Linked DNA regions of Salmo salar: region 2 is linked to region 1. Evidence: chromatin contacts called from public Hi-C data. All regions are on one chromosome and are shown on one strand. The core of a region is the stretch at or near the end of the contact, and the rest is flanking DNA. Distances in the headings are between cores, read along the strand shown.

What was found. A called contact is a pair of places that touch in the nucleus more often than the background predicts.
Region 2: a Hi-C map of muscle shows a contact between it and region 1, with 10 times the contacts expected there. The contact joins the enhancer-like site here to the promoter of gdf-8 in region 1. A contact is called at or near these places in 2 of 3 Hi-C or Micro-C datasets (gill and muscle).

What each region holds. Positions count from the first base shown.
Region 1 is chrssa25:10,309,594-10,314,900 of Ssal_v3.1, forward strand. gdf-8 (myostatin 1b) reads left to right here and starts at 1,860. Exons shown (of 3, transcript NM_001123634.1): 1 at 1,860-2,349; 2 at 2,878-3,245; 3 at 4,451-5,307. The coding sequence starts at 1,977. The coding sequence ends at 4,831. It overlaps cssa25h2orf88 (chromosome ssa25 C2orf88 homolog), which reads right to left and starts at 375. Exons shown (of 2, transcript XM_045707703.1): 1 at 1-375.
Region 2 is chrssa25:10,378,179-10,383,566 of Ssal_v3.1, forward strand. It overlaps the pseudogene LOC106586073. Among protein-coding and RNA genes, the nearest start is that of LOC106586137, 24 kb to the right of the region's middle. Within about 2 kb of position 1,358, at least 1 of the 13 cell types and tissues checked has an H3K27ac peak or open chromatin away from gene starts, as enhancers often do. A contact at or near this core is called in muscle, where this site is marked.

The sequences.
Region 1 (5,307 bases), core at 610-3,109:
ACTCCGTCTCAAACCGCCGAATATGCGTCCAAGGCTTGAACGTGAAACTTGTCAAGGCAGCGAACACATTGGTCAGGTTTCTCTCTCAGCACGACATTTCCACGAAGTTACCAAACTGGGCATTCAATGTTCCACCATACCACATTGTGCAGTAATCCCACTAAATACAAACATCGATTTAATTAAACTCTTAAATCCTGGAATAGTCGGACATGGAGGACTATACCTTCTTCTTGCCATCATTCTGCTGGAGATTTTACATACATCATCGTTGAAAGTGTTGCCTGTTTGACTCAACGTTCTGAAGGCAGTTGTAGGACATATTTTCTTATATGTATTAAACAGCAGTTAGTAAAGTGCAGAACGGGTTGTGGAGATAAATTGTGCGCGTTCACACAGGCTACTGTTACTTGTAGAATATCACCCTCTTGTGGAGCATGGTGGCTCCATGCTTGACTCCTCAGTGACTATTGAAATGTTTATAGTAAGGAATATAGTCAGTTGTTTCTATAATGCTATCTATCTATAGATTATATTCCTGTCTCTTGCCTTTGATGGAAGTGTACCCACGTTTAGCTTCCTTGTATCAAACCTTTCTAAGGCTACCAATGCGTCTGCCGAGAGGTCTGGACCATTATGGCACGAGGTATATTAGCGAGCTTTCCCAATAGCCACTGCAGTCGCACTGTGTCAGATTTTCAGTTATGAGTTATCGGATATGTTCAAAACCAATTAGTGTCATTTAAAAAAAATATATATATGACGAATTCGTAAAACTGTAAAACTCGTTGGACGAGTGTGCGTAAAACGGTATAATGTACATTAGTTACATTCGTTTATGTTTTTGTAAATACAGTATGGTACATTTTCTTTCACATAAGGGTTCCAGTCTCAAATTCGATAACGATAATAGGCTATAATTAAACCATTCATTGACCTAACATAGTGCCATGACATTCATATTGCTGCGTAACATGTGCATAACGTGGGCGATTTGATTGACTCTTGTGAGCCATACACATATTCTAAATGTCGGTTGCATTGATCTAAATTTGAATCCATATGTTACTGTTTATTTGTGAAGGAAAGTAATATCTCATAACTTGTGCGTAATTTTGCAACTGTTGTTGATAAACCGCACGATGGCACTAAATGTCTGGACTAAAAAGCTTTCGTAAATAGTAAGCACAAACACACCTCAAGACAACAATATCCAGTAGCCTATAGTTTAATACAGTATCGTAGGCCTACAGAAGAACCCATTTCGCCATAAATGTTCAATGCAATAGTATCTATCCTATAGCCAATTGATAAAATAACTTAGCATTTGGAAACAAGTTTAGAAAGAAGTAGGTCTACTCCATGTAGCCTATATCAAGATAGGCTAAAGAGTGGTCCTTGTCATATTTGTAAATTAATATACCTTACATTTTCGAGAGAACCAGATTTAGAGAGTTAGGCAGACTGGTCATATAACTAACTGATCGTAATGAAGGGAAGTCATAACACCGATTAATTTTAACCCTGTCGCGTTGATGGGATGAGCGGAATAAACGCATTTCCTCAGTGGCGTTCCTATGGTGACAGGCTGCGGATTTAAGTTTATGCAATTAATCAATATAACCGCATCCGTAATTTTATTTGACCATTTGCAGAACAGTCTTGTCTTTGATTGATAGTGTAGTTGTCTCAAAACTATTCCGAACCTTGCCATACCTCTTTTAAGGTTTGACAGAAAAATACAGTTGATGTCTGTCCGTTAAACTCATTGTTGCCAGCCCAACCAATCATCGATTTTGACGACACAAAAGAGAGGCCAAAATTGCAGTATAAAAAGGGCTGACGAATTAAAGTATGCCACCTATCAGTGTAGAGCCTGATTTTAAACACAGGCAACTCTGTAGTCCGCCTTCACGCAAATACATATTCACTTTGGGATTTTTTTTTTTTAAATAGCAAACTCCGCACCTTAGATAATGCATGTGATGCAGGTTCTAATTTCTCTGAGTTTTATGGTTGCTTTCGGTTCAATGGGTCTTGGTGATCAAACGGCGCACCACCAATCCCCGGCCACGGATGACGGTGAGCAGTGCTCAACCTGCGAGGTCCGACAGCAGATCAAAAACATGAGATTACACGCCATCAAGTCACAAATTCTTAGCAAACTGCGACTCAAGCACGCGCCCAATATTAGCCGAGATGTTGTCAAGCAGCTCTTGCCTAAGGCACCACCTTTGCAGAAACTTCTTGACCAGTATGATGTACTTGGAGATGACAATAAGGATGGAGTTATGGAAGATGATGATGAACATGCCATCACAGAAACAATCATGACAATGGCCACTGAACGTAAGTTGTATATGCTATTATTCAATGCAACACTATATGTCTCAATTTAATAACTTTGAAAAGGCAACAGAGCTCAGCTGGGTTTTTTTTACGCATGGGGCACAGAGCGCACCTTCATGTCTGATCCCGTATTAGGCTACTTGCACCACTATGTTGGAAATAGGTTGACACTTCATAGGAATTATTAATGATTTGCTTATCTGTCATTTCATGTTGACTTGAAACAAATATATAACTTGACGTACGAGCCGAGTTCCATCTTACGAGGTGCTAGTGGCTCTGTTGTTGTGTGGCGGTTCTTAAAACTATATAGGCTGTGTCAATGTGTCATGACATTGTAACTTTAAATATATATTTTGAAAGTGGTTTTCCAAGGGGTTTCGGTAACGAAAACACAATTGTGAATTGTGTTACATACAACCGCAAAAAAAAAGCAGTCATTTAATTTAGTTTAGAAATGTAGTTTAATTGAGAAAATAGATAAGACATTTGCATATTATAATTCAAGTTCTAATTTCTCTCCTCCAGCCGAATCCATCGTCCAAATCGATGGGAAACCCAAGTGTTGCTTTTTCTCCTTCAGTTCGAAGATTCAGGCGAACCGCATACTTCGGGCACAGCTATGGGTGCACCTTCAGCCAGCTGACGAAGTCACCACCGTGTTGCTGCAAATCTCCCGCCTGATCCCTGTCACGGACGGGGGCAGGAACATACAGATCCGGTCTCTAAAGATCGACGTGAATGCAGGAGTCAGCTCTTGGCAGAGTATCGACGTGAAACAAGTGTTGTCGGTGTGGCTGCGGCAACCGGACACGAATTGGGGGATCGAGATTAATGCGTTGGACTCAAAGGGAAATGATCTGGCGGTTACCTCAACTGAAGCCGGAGAAGGACTGGTGAGTTTAGATTTATCTCCCATCGAAGCAATTTACAAATAGGTTTGTAGTTTATCCTCGTGGGATCTATGGGACGTAATCCATAACCAATTTATTAATGCATAATAATGCAATATCAACATTTAACACCCTTGGCAAGAGGGCAAATTCATGTTTGTGTCAAATTGTGTAACCAGACTAATTTAGAACCAGGGCTTCAAATACCAGTTGTTTATAGATACCTACTGATCAGAGGGGTTTTGGCACTCTGTGGATTTGCTCTCATGTGCTCATATTTTAAAATATCTTAGAAGCTTTAATATAAACACACATACCTAATTTAAGGAGTTCATCTGTGACAGAATATTTGCCCTTGCCACCAATAATCTCATGTCCTATCACCTGATTACATAAAAATTCACATTGTTCACATGGCCAGAACTTCCAGAAGTCTTCTGTGTGACTGTGCTAATCAGAGTAATTGCCTACAGCCTCTGTTATCACACACACACGCACACACACAGTCTTGTACAACTAACCGTGTGGGGACACAATTCAGTCCCATTAAAAATCGTATTTTCCCTAACCTTAAACCTAACCCTAACCTTAAGCCTAACCCTGACCTTAACCTGAAAACCAAACCTTAAGCATAACCCTGAACCTAGCTCCTAACCCTAAAACTAACCCTAGCCCCTAACCCTAAACCTAATTCTAACCCTAATTCTGACATTAACCCTAAACCCCCTACAAATAGCATTTGACCTTGTGGGAACCAACAAAAATGTCCCCAGTTGGTCAAATATTTGTTTGTTTACTATTCTTGTGGGGACTTCTGGACTTCTATACAAGTATAGTTAAACACATCCACACATGTACACACACACACGTACACACACACACACGTGTACACACACACACACATGTACACACACACACACACACACACACACACACACACACACACACACACACACACACACACACACACACACACACACACACACACACACACACACACACACACACATACATTCTGGTGCAATTAGAATACTTTTTACCAAACCAAGCATTAAAGTAGTGTTTAAAAATGCAATAATTTCAGTGGCACAAAGTATCACAACACCCAAGTTTGAAACCTTGATGTAAAGGATCAGCAATATTAGATTGGAGTAACAAACTCCAATATGTTTCCCAATGTGTCATGTTTCTGTATTGTGTCCTCACAGCAACCCTTCATGGAGGTGAAGATTTCGGAGGGCCCGAAGCGCTCCAGGAGAGATTCGGGCCTGGACTGTGATGAGAACTCCCCCGAGTCCCGCTGCTGCCGGTACCCCCTCACGGTGGACTTTGAAGACTTTGGCTGGGACTGGATTATTGCCCCCAAGCGCTACAAGGCCAACTACTGCTCTGGTGAGTGCGAGTACATGCACCTGCAGAAGTACCCCCACACCCACCTGGTGAACAAGGCTAACCCTCGCGGCACCGCGGGGCCCTGCTGCACCCCCACCAAGATGTCCCCCATCAACATGCTCTACTTCAACCGCAAAGAGCAGATCATCTACGGCAAGATCCCCTCCATGGTGGTGGACCGCTGCGGCTGCTCGTGAGCGAGAGTTCTGCTGGGCAAGGGGAGGGGCTTAGCCAGGGTCTCCACCCTGGACTTTGGGACAGATCCATCCATCACTACCAGTGCTTTCTGCAGAACACAGTGCAATAGAGCCACACTAGCGGCTAAAGAAATGCCTGTCCATTCGCTGAGCAGGCTTCAACCACGGACATGTCTCGTTAGTTTTTTTCATTTTCATTTTCTTCTCTCCTCCAATCACATGTTCGCGCCACAATGGCCTAAAGTCAGAAGGATGTAGGAACACAATGCCTGTTGGACTTGACATGGACACACACCAGACCTAGGTTCAAATAGTATTTTTTTTTTTCTGCAAATACTTTAACGTTTAATGGAGAAGGGTGGGGTTTGCACTTTGGGGAATAATCCATTGGTTCCATTGAACCAGGCAAGCTCAATCAAGTGCAGCTTAAGTATTGGAAATAAAACAAATCATATTTAAACCCAGGTCTGACACAC
Region 2 (5,388 bases), core at 108-2,607, 68 kb after region 1:
AACAAACCAAGTGAGAACTCTGAGGTTTGTTAAATCTGCAAGAAGATCTACCTAAATCTGCAAAACAGAGGTCCTAGGATTGACACAAAGTCCTAAGATTGATGCAAACCTTTCTCAGGTGACATGAGCAATAGGCCGGGGCTGTGTTCCCCAGTCTGTCTGCACACGTCTTCACGTGTCACACCCATGAGCCCGGAACTGGAACACATCTTGGCTTGGTGTCCTACCTGATGAGTGATCATCTTTTCCTGGCTAATGACTGATTATTCAAGCAGATCTCTCACCGCATAAATTAAGAGGGTGGGACATTCTAAGAATTGTTGAGAGAAAAGTACAATAAATTTGTACACAAAAACATTTCCTTATCCTGCAAATGATGTTCATGAGCCAGACCTATGGCTAATATTATATAACAGGCAAGAGAGGAACAAATTGCAAAGCAATCACTGTGGCTGGGCTATATATAGTGCTGTACCACAAAACAAAACACTATCCTCACACATGGAAGAAGTAGTTCCAGGGACACATAGTTTTGTTTTAGATTGGCACACTGATCATTTTAATGAGCAATACAAAACTTCTCATAACTTTTAAAACACATAGTAAATGGAAAGCCAGTTCATTGATGCAACACTGTTTGAGGTTTTGCGGGTACATGTGGTTTCCTCTCGTTCAGCTCATTATCTACTCATTAGGTCAGGTTATGAGAGCACCAATGGCACCTTTGCTCAAAAGGGCATGGTTGTAGGTTGTCACGTTGCCAAAATAAGTGTAACATTTTGTTCCACAAGGGGCATGGCTCCTACATCAACTTGCCAGAGTTGTGTGTGGAATCTTTGAACTGGATTCCGTGATCGCTAAGCTTCGGCCAGAGAAGGGGGAGGCAATAAGTGTTCTTTCATTGCTACAGGGAGTGGAGGACAAAGGCCAAAGGTCCTTGTCATAACTGGGCTCCAGAGTCCTGCTGCAAAATAACAACAAAGGAAACGGGGGAAAAGGGACTTGCGCTCCATATCTGTCAGGCCACATTAGCCGGGAGATGCACGGCAGGTAGCAGCCACACAACGCCTACCGTGACCAAGCAGAAACTTAACGCTCCACAGCCAACTCAATTACCAGCAGCAAAGCAAATCTCTCTCACACAGAAGGAGAAAAGGGCATGGACATAGCTGCCCAACAGCCAGCCAACATCACATACTGGCTTGATTTCAAGAGTTCTTGATGCAGCCATTTTACAAGCTTGCTGTCTAGTATTTCTCTTGGGTTTTTCACTTGCAGTCAGTCACACAGACAGTGGACCTGTTTGTCTTGCAGCTCAACCACCACCTTCCAGAGAAAGGTTCATGCAGACTGGAACACACCCAGGGTATGGGGAGAGGGTCTCTGGGACCCCTGGTGTTGGCCAAGACTGGAGGGCAGTGGGAGGACGAGTGGCTGGGTGCCAGTGCACCCGTGCTATGTCTCTCTATGACGCTGGGCCATCCACATGCACCACGGGCCACAAATTAGACACATGCTATCTTTAATGGTGACCAGTTTTGCATCACTCATTGTTCTCCTAATCCTGGTTAGGAGAAATTGCCAATCTCAGGGCACTTACTGTAAAGCAAAACAATGTGACATGTACTTTTGGGAGATATGGAAGTCTGAATTGAATCAGTAAATTAGTAATTGGTGTCATTGAGCACTGCAGGAAAGGACAGCACTGCAAGAGCAGCAATATTTAAGTCAAGCTAAGTGTGGACACCTCCAAGAACAGCTGCCATCAATGTAATTGTCTGCATCTGCATCATTTCCAATCGCCATAAAAAAATATGTCAATATATTTTTATATATTTTCCTTTATTATTTTACCTTAACCCTACTACCCCTCCCCTAACTGGAGTAAACTAATGGACATCTGCACCTAACCTTCTACTTCCAGCTTATACATACTACATACACTTTACAGATACAGTATATTTTACAATAGTTATCTTTTGTTTGTATTTAGTCTCATCCTTCAGCTACCCTCAACCTCTCCCATCTATCTCTGAAGACCATCCAGTTTTGATTTCTATTTGACACGTTTTTCAACTGTGCTGTTTCACAAAAATTCTGAACCTTTCTATTCTCATAGTTTATTTTTAAATCACCCAGCAGTGCTACTTGCAGAGTTAGCTCCAGATAAGTGTTGCAATTCTTCAGCCATTCCTGAACCTGCGACCAAAAACAAGCTACATATGGACAGCATCAAAACAAATTATCTAATGTTTGTCTCTTCGCAGCAAAATAGGCAAAAAAAAAAAATAAATACAAATCTTTGTGTTTCACTTATTTAGCATTGTTACATGACATTTTTGCAGTATAAGAGTGTTGTTTTATCTCCGATGACTGGTTTGGATGGAGCAGGGCCATGACGGAGTGATGCTGGTGTTTGACTGACCTCTGGTTGTTCTTGTTGATGGTGGACTAAAAAGCAGGTGGGCCACAGCGTTGGCCCACAGCATAGCCATGAGAGCAATCCTGTGATCGGACACCTTGGCCTTCTGCCACACCACCACCTGCAACAACACGCAGCAGCTTATTTTCAGTCCACCTAAAAAAAGACCACCTGCCGGATCTCGCATTCAAAACAGCAGACCCTGATGACCAATCAAAGCCTCTTCTTCAGCACTTCCCTTACCTGTGTGGATCGCTCAGAGAGAGGTTCAACAATAGCCCTATTCGCATGGGACTTGAATTACTATAGAACGTAGGTTATGTAATTATTTCCCCCCAGTATGTCTGTTTTTCCCCAGAGGACGATTCGGACGGGATTAGTTTTACCAAACTGTCCCCTGTAATTCTTTTTCCCCCCCATTATGATGGAAGCCTGGAGGCTGTTCTAGGCCTGAGGATATTTCAACTTGTCTAAGGATAGCCTAATAATGGCTTTCAGTTGGAAGAATGTCAAAATGATATCAATAAGAACCATGAACTAACTGCATGCAGACATTTAATTAACTGGCAATTTTGGCAATTTATCAATTCATTGGCACAATATCATCCGCTTAATCTTTAAAAAGAGTAAAAAGCTGACGAGACAAAAACAGAACATTAATCTATAGGGTACGTGCATAGCATTATATTTTAAGCATCCATTTGTTCCCATGTTCTAACCCAAACTGCAAGCAGCACCTGCTAAACACAGTAATACCCCCTAAGTATTATCAGAGGACCTTGGAGTCTGCATGCCAAAAAAACAGTAGGTTATTCTGGCTGGAATGATCACTCTCCCGTCATGTGAAAATGATTGACATGGCATATTCGCACAGATGTGGTGTTTTGTGCTGTGCACATAATTACATTACCCGACCTCCCCCAGTAAAACTAATCCCGTCCGAATAGGGCTTATGTGTCTCATCTGTTCTAAAAAGGCCTAAACCAGACCAGAGGGGTTTGGGGATGACTAGAGAACAAGCTACTGTGCGCTGATGCCTATGTCACGTCACAAACTGTGAGAGCAGTTCGACTGAATAAACGGACAGCACTTCACACCATTCCCAAATCAGCATGTTGTCTGAACATATTATTCAACCCACTGGATCAATGTACACTACATAATGAAAGCAGATACACAGTGACCACAAGGTTACGCAATCTTCCTCATCTCTGTGCAACCTCCACCGAAGGCTTGGAATCCTCTACTTTTCCTTCATGTCCGATATATGTGAGAGAAAATTAGTCCGAGACTAAAAGAGAACATATTTTCACACCCATGGGTGGGCTTGTCGTTGACGTGTCCACCAGCGAGTATATCTCCTGGGTGTTGATTTCTGAAAGTATGCTGTCCGCAGCAGCACACGTCTCTGCTATGAAATATGCAATTTGGTGACTGTAAACGGATCACACCCGTAAACAGCACTTGGAGAAGCCATGAAACCCAACACAGGCCGAAGTGCAAAGTTCGGGATACAGATATGCCTCCCAAGTGCTGATGCCATGAAATGGGGGCACGCTCCTCCCTTGATGATGTCAGAGTGATTTCAATGAAAAGTATACAGTGGTGTTATACCTCTGACCCCTTCCCTTAATGTTTTATTCCAAGTGGCCACTGACTGAAACTGAATCTGGGGTTAAATCTGCAGCCCAGTGTTCTACAGCTTTCTCTGCCGGTCTTCCTTTCTTCCATAACTCAGCTCCAAAGGCATTCAGAGTTCACTAAATATGACTACGGGAGGGAGTGGGTTCAGGTCATGGGAAATTGCGCATCTTTTCACTGGCACCACAAAATAATCTCTGTAATCTGGACAGCGTGCCCGGCAAGAACTGAATGGATTCCTGCACAGCATAAACATGTCAAATTCCCACACAAATTTGGTATAATAATTGGTGTGCTATTAAATGAGAACCTGCGTAAAAAGAACTCGAATTTTCAAGATACTGCAGTGACAGCATAAGCAATGTGTTACTAGGTTTTTTTTTAACAATAATTCCTTATTTCTCTGCAATACTTTATTGTCTCCCATTTAACCTCCTGGAAAGTTGTGATAAACGGTGGAAAAACTCCATCTTTACATAGATGCCATATCTAATAAGACTTTACTTTGTCAAGCAGAAACTTAGGCTAAATCACACATTTTCCACAAAATCAATCTCATTCACAAAATAAACCCACCTGTGCTCAATATACGGACATTTTAGGTGAAAAGAAGATAAATGTCCATGAAATTTTGGAGGAAGGCTTTTTGACATAGATGTGATGTGTGTTGTGTTAAATACACTGGAACTACTCCAATGCAGGTAACTTTTGAAAGACATGGGCCATTGATGAAGCTCTAACTAATCGCTGAGAGCAGTGACAGTGTTTGAGAGAATGAAAGAGAAGTATGACTAAAGAAAAAAGGTTTGCTTCACGTTTAAACCCTATCAACGACAACACTAAAGTATCAAATCATTGATGGCATTAATGATGCTTAAGCAGTGATTAATGGAGTTGGTATGCGGGGATTGGGTTTCACCCATGGAAATGCAAACAGATGAGGACACCTTGTGGTAGGAAGTGTTATTGTGTGCAAAAAGATTAATAAACAGTGAGAAGAAGTTATACCTTACTGTGAGTGAGGGTGAGTCTCAGCTCTGGTTTTACAGTGGCATACGCTATGAGAAGGTCCTGCACTTTCTTCTGCTCCTCCTTGTACTTTTTCACATTGGCGTAAAACTGCCTCCTCACTGGAAGATTCTTTAAAAAAGCTTCAGTGCACAGACTGTGGTACCTGAAATGACATCAAAGCCCATGTCTACCTATAAAATGTTTCTCTGTGACGTATACATAATACATTTCGTCGGAAACTGACTCCATTTCAGTAAAAAGGGAAATGCCAAACCTTGCCCTAGGTGAGGGCTTCTGGGAAACGACCCTGCCCG